Regions from separate parts of the Rattus norvegicus genome. Here region 2 is linked to region 1. Evidence: chromatin contacts called from public Hi-C data. All regions are on one chromosome and are shown on one strand. Each heading gives the region's core, a stretch centred on a gene start, on an enhancer-like site or on the middle of the called end of the contact. The rest is flanking DNA. Distances are from core to core; before and after follow the strand shown. Region 1 holds the start of Cct8 (chaperonin containing TCP1 subunit 8). Region 2 overlaps Map3k7cl (MAP3K7 C-terminal like).

The links. A called contact is a pair of places that touch in the nucleus more often than the background predicts.
Region 2: a contact with region 1 is called in a Hi-C map of the A7r5 cell line, with 4 times the contacts expected there. The contact joins the enhancer-like site here to the promoter of Cct8 in region 1. A contact is called at or near these places in 7 of 12 Hi-C or Micro-C datasets (the A7r5 cell line, the Rat2 cell line, Schwann cells and 3 more).

What each region holds. Positions count from the first base shown.
Region 1 is chr11:40,206,883-40,209,582 of GRCr8, forward strand. It overlaps Cct8 (chaperonin containing TCP1 subunit 8), which reads right to left and starts at 1,446. Exons shown (of 15, transcript NM_001105897.2): 1 at 1,260-1,446. The coding sequence starts at 1,319.
Region 2 is chr11:40,301,404-40,304,103 of GRCr8, forward strand. All of the region lies in intron 3 of Map3k7cl (MAP3K7 C-terminal like), which reads left to right. Among named protein-coding and RNA genes, the nearest start is that of Map3k7cl, 25 kb to the left of the region's middle. Within about 2 kb of position 1,273, at least 44 of the 93 cell types and tissues checked have an H3K27ac peak or open chromatin away from gene starts, as enhancers often do. A contact at or near this core is called in the A7r5 cell line, Schwann cells, kidney and 1 more, where this site is marked.

The DNA.
Region 1 (2,700 bases), core at 196-2,695:
GCCATTGTGCCCAATCACTTTCTACCTGTAAAATAATGGGGTGATTGGCAGCTCCTACTTGGCAGGTTATTTAGACTCACCTAGCTAATTAACAACTGTTCTTCTCCCCGCCTTTACCCAGGGATTGAACACAAAAACGCAATCCACCATTAATCTACAATCCCAACCTATTAGTACTAGCCTTTAACCTGAAATCTTTTGGAGGGGACTTAAATGTATCTTCATCATGGTCCCCTCAGTACTGATTTACATACAGTATCTCTGTGCTTAAGTGCTAGCCTTCCAGAGAAATCCTTTAAATATCATTTCCTCAGTCTGAGTGAAGGAGAAAAAGACCCCTCAAATGGGAAGCAGTATCATTTCCAGAACTTACTAACTTACATTAAATCCTGACATCCATTTAGTGTGCCAACTTATCACTACAAAGAGAAGCTAGCCCTCTAAACTGTTAAGGACCCTCTATTTCCCCGAAGACCTTAAATTCAATGCATTTATCTTTTTCTACAAGTTCCAGAAATATGGAAGTCAAAGCAAAGTTTTCTGGTAGCTTGAGCATCTCGAGACAAATCACTCCATAAGCAGTGTGACCGTTGACAAAAATAAATAAATAAATAAATAAATAAATAAAATAAAAACACTCCTGAAACTGTGTTCTAAGGGATAACACTATTTGACCTGTCCTGGGGCTTCACTTATCCTGTAGGCTACGAAATCGGACAGTCAGGATGAAAAGACAGTAACAGCCTTTGGCTCGGTCTCCTCAATTCAGAAAAGATAAAGGAAACACAACTTCCAGAGGTGGGTTTTCAGTAAAACAGTTGGGATTGGATGTCTCTGGATGGTCCATGATTACCTTTTGGAAGGAAGCAACCAAGAGCAGGCTCAAAGGTTACTATGCCGGACTCCTGTCACTTCCACCCTACAAGTCCGGACCCCAAAACAACCGGTTATCAATTCTGTCCAAACTCATTAACTGCATCGCCAGCTCCCGTTAAGGGCGGGGCCCCTGGGCTCCATCCCACGGACACATGCAGAGCTGGGACGCAAACCCCTAGCCTTGTCCTGTTCCCTCCGGCCAACCTCGCTGGGGCAATAACAGAAATGCCCACGGGTTTCAGCGACCGGGCATCCAGAGCACAGCTCCCTTTCTAGAACCTTCTCTATCCCGGATCGCGGCGCGGTCGCACGTTTGCAGGCCTTTCGCGGGCGCCACAGCGCGGGCCCGCCCTCCCACCGCACAAACTCTCTATGCCACCTACTTTTGCTCCATCTTTGAGCATCTGGGCAAAGCCCGGGGCCTTGGGGACGTGAAGCGCCATGGCTAGCCCGCAATCAACCGCTCACGCGCTCGCTCCAAGGAAGCAAGGTGCCCCGCGCAAAGCCTGCTGGGAAGGTGCCTTTGCGCTGCCTCACGGTCTTCTATGGCCGGTCGCCCCGCCCCTTCACCCATCATCTCATCTGAAGTATCGCGAGAACGAGAGTGAGCTCCATAGAGAGGTTCCAGCAGACAGACCCAATCTGCCGATCTCCGATTAAATCGAACGATTAGGCCGATCTCGGTTCGCAGGCCTGATTCGTGTCCCTTGTCCTAAGTTAATTAGCAAACTCTGGTTGGAAGGTTTGGCTTGTGACATTTCTGAGGTGGGCACCCCACTTATTAACCTTCATTTGCACTACTCCTGCAGATCTAGCACCGGGACAAGGTAGCCTTTTCTTCTCTATGCTCACCTGCCCTCGTCCTTGCAAACTACCAATGGTGGTCCTCCGTGTGTCCGTTGGGCACTGTAGGAAGCCCTGAAGATTCGAAGGTGATAACTGAAATAGTAACGAGGGTTGCAACTTGTGGAGTGCACGTGTGTGGCAGATCTAAGTGGTTTGCTTAAGTGTAGTTATCTTTGTTACTGGTCAAATGTAAGACTGAATATTGACATCCACAATTTAAGTGATACACCAGAGGTCACCGAGCCAATAAATATTGAAGGATGATTTCTACCTCAGGTTGACAGATTGCAAAGTGTGCATATTTAACCCTTTGTATGTATAAAAAAAAAATCCCCTCTACTCCCCCACATGCCACTGCTATATCTTTCCAAATCGACGGAGTTAATGTAAATAGAACCGTTTCACAGAGAAGGTAAAAGTCTTACAATAAAAAAATACAAAAAATGGAAGCATCTCCCGCCCTTGCAGAAAACTACGAAACATTTTGGTGAGTCTTTGGACATACAGAAATTAAAGTTTTCTTTAAATTGGGACAGATTCATAATTTCAAGTGTATGATCAGTTGCAATTTTTTTCTAATAAGCATTTAAAATATGTAACCATAAAAATAATACTTTCTTGTCACCTAAGACGACAAGGTAAGTGAGCCATCTGTATTGGAAGACAGTGCAAAAGGTCAGTGGTTCTCAAAGACTTGTTTGGACACCTCTGAGGCTCTCCAACACTCTCAGGGTCCATTACTATGGAAGTATTTCCATACTAATACAGAGGAGACTCCTCTCTTCCTGTGGGGCGTTCTGAAGGCCTACAGGGCGTTCAGTATTTCACAGTATGAATGTGAAAAGAACAAGGAGCCTCTTATACCTTTTGTCTTCCATTAAGCCACATATAAAATATTTGGGAAAAAAAACTTGTAAATGTCACTCCTTAAAAAAAAGATATTTTCAATGATATTATGTTACCCTCTAATGTTCACTG
Region 2 (2,700 bases), core at 23-2,522, 94 kb after region 1:
ATGACATCTTCGATACCTTCCTGGAACTGTGGTCAGAAAAGACTGAGGTTACTGAAAATGGCCAGCATTTCTCTCTTGTCTGCATAAACGAGTCTTCGTGGCCATTCAGAAAATATAACCTTATATAAATATATTTTTTCTGAATGGCTAGTAATATATAACATATTGAGATATATATATGTATATATATATATATATATATATATATATATATATATATAGAGAGAGAGAGAGAGAGAGAGAGAGATGATTGAGAGATTTTGGAACTTTGCACAAGTAATATTTATGAGTTCTCTATCTGCATGTACACCTGCATGCCAGAAGAGGGCATCAGGACCCATTACAGATGGTTGTAAACCATCATGAGGTTGCTAGAAATTGAACTCAGGACCTCCAGAAGAACAGCCAGGGCTCGTAACTATGCTCCAGCCCTGTGAAAACAATGTTTTAAAAACCCAGTCAGTGGTCGTTAGGATATACACAACATCACCATTTGGAACAACTGTGGGAAGAGTCTGGGAATTCTTGAAATACATTTCTCTTTTATAGTCTTTGGAGCAACAGAAAGGACATCAATATGTTTTACTCTAAGCCATATACTGTGTAAGTTACACAGTATACATTCCAGCAGTTACTAGGACTGTACCATATGTGTTACAGAAGTGTCAGTTACTGTATTTCTCCAAATCCTTAAAGTCCTAAAATAGTAAAAAATTGAATGGTCATAATTGGCTGTACTCTAGATCTTCCTTTCGTCAATCTGGACTATTTTTTCCCCTTTGTTTCAGTAGATTGTGTTTGTTAATTTTGAGGGACATTAAACTGGAGCGTGACCTCTGTTCTCCTACCAAGTAGGTAATCCCGAGAATCAAGGAATAAATACAAACTCCTCTCAACCACTGTAGAATGTTTGTCTTCCTAAATATATCTTCTGTGTGGGAAGCTGGGGTAGAAGAATTTAATTCTTGCGTTTTTGAAGTGGACAGGGCCAGTAGTTTCTGAAGTAGCCAAGCAGAAAACGGAAACGCTTAAGCCTAAGCCTGCTTTGTCCCTCACTGAGGGGTGCTTGGCAGCGTGCTTTCTCACGGGCTCTTTTCCAAAGGATGGGATACACTTCTGGAGGCTGTGAACCGAGGAGATGGCCCGCTGCGGTTCAAGCCAAATTCTTGGAACGGGAGCCTGCGGTTTGGTTTCTCTTACTTCACCGTGTTAAATTAGTCCTGGTGATTGGGCAGGATACCAGAGGTTGTAACGGCTCCCGGACTCTGCGGTGTAACTTAAAGCCGTTGTAAGCTCTATCCTCTCAGGAAAGGGGGTGAACAGGAAGTCACCACCCTGGGCTCTGACCTCATCCAAGCCCCCGGTCTGTGCCTTGGGAAACTGTGTCTCAAATTTGGCTTGAAGTGAGGCTGCAAGAACGTCTTTATTTACTCCCTTTGAACTCCCTCAGACCTTCCCTCAGAGTGGGACTGAAAGGCAGTTTCTGTGAAAACACTGACTCTTACGTTCTAGAATCTTGAACAATTGCTTTTGGTGGTGGGGGTCGGGGGTGGACTGCCAGAGACTGAACCCGAGGCGAGTGCTGCAGGGAGAGCTGCGTCTCTTTGGCATCAGCACCACTCCTTTGAAGAGAGTGAGGACTAAGGGCCTCAAATTGTAGGAAGTGACAGCCAAGGGCAGAGTCTCCTGATGTCAGGAGAAAACACAAACATGAAGCTTATTCACTGCTCCCCCACACCCAGCCTAGGGCATTAGTGAAAATTTCTCTAAAGGGAATAGTTTAAATCGAGCGTTGGGAATCAGAACAACGTCCTCTTTATCGTTGTTTTGATCTTTCTTTGCTCTGTTTTGCTTTTTGAAGTAGTCTTACGATATAGCAGTTTGGAGCTGGCGATGGTTTTGAACTGTCAGTTGTCTGTCCTTCAAGGACTGGGACTTCAGGTGTGCACCATACCTGGAAGAAGGTGATACCTTCACTCCCAAATGTTAATGTTTTCTCTCTAGCTATACTAGGAATCCTTGTAAATTATACTTTAGTCGAGCATGTGTTAAGCAGGATTGCAAACCAATTTAAATCATATGTACCTGGGTTTAAATGTTCCATTACTTAAGCCTAGTGGAAGTTTTGTTTTGCTTTTTATATTTTATATATGTATTTGTTTTTTAAAAACGCCCTGGCAAATTTTCACTAAGACTTCTGGTTTACTTTCCCCCAGTCCGTGCTGACGTGTTTCTAACAACATGGGGATCACCTATATCAGAGACAGCCAGTGTGCTCCCGCTATAGTATCTCCCACGGGCTGTGTTCATTCAATACCCTTGCCACTGTCGTGATGGCCACCAGTTTTGGCCAAGATGACATAATATTCTATTTCAGAGTTCCTCAAAGCTGGGCAGTTGGCAAGGACAAGTGACTCCCCTCTCCTCCACGTGCTCGTCTCCAGAGCCATGAATTTTCTAGTTTTCATAACAAGTTAGAACTTGGAATTGATCAACCCCAAAGACTTGTTCTTTTCTTTCTTTCTTTTTTCTTTCTTTTTTTTTCCAGACACCATATTCCTGCCTCGGTGTGCAAGCAAGAGCGGGTAGCTCTGTTTCACAACTATAAATCATGCGTGTACGTTTGGATGTTAGGAACGTAGGTTCTCCTAATTTAGTGAACACCGCAGGTCACAGCGGTTCCTCTTTTGAGGAGCTCTA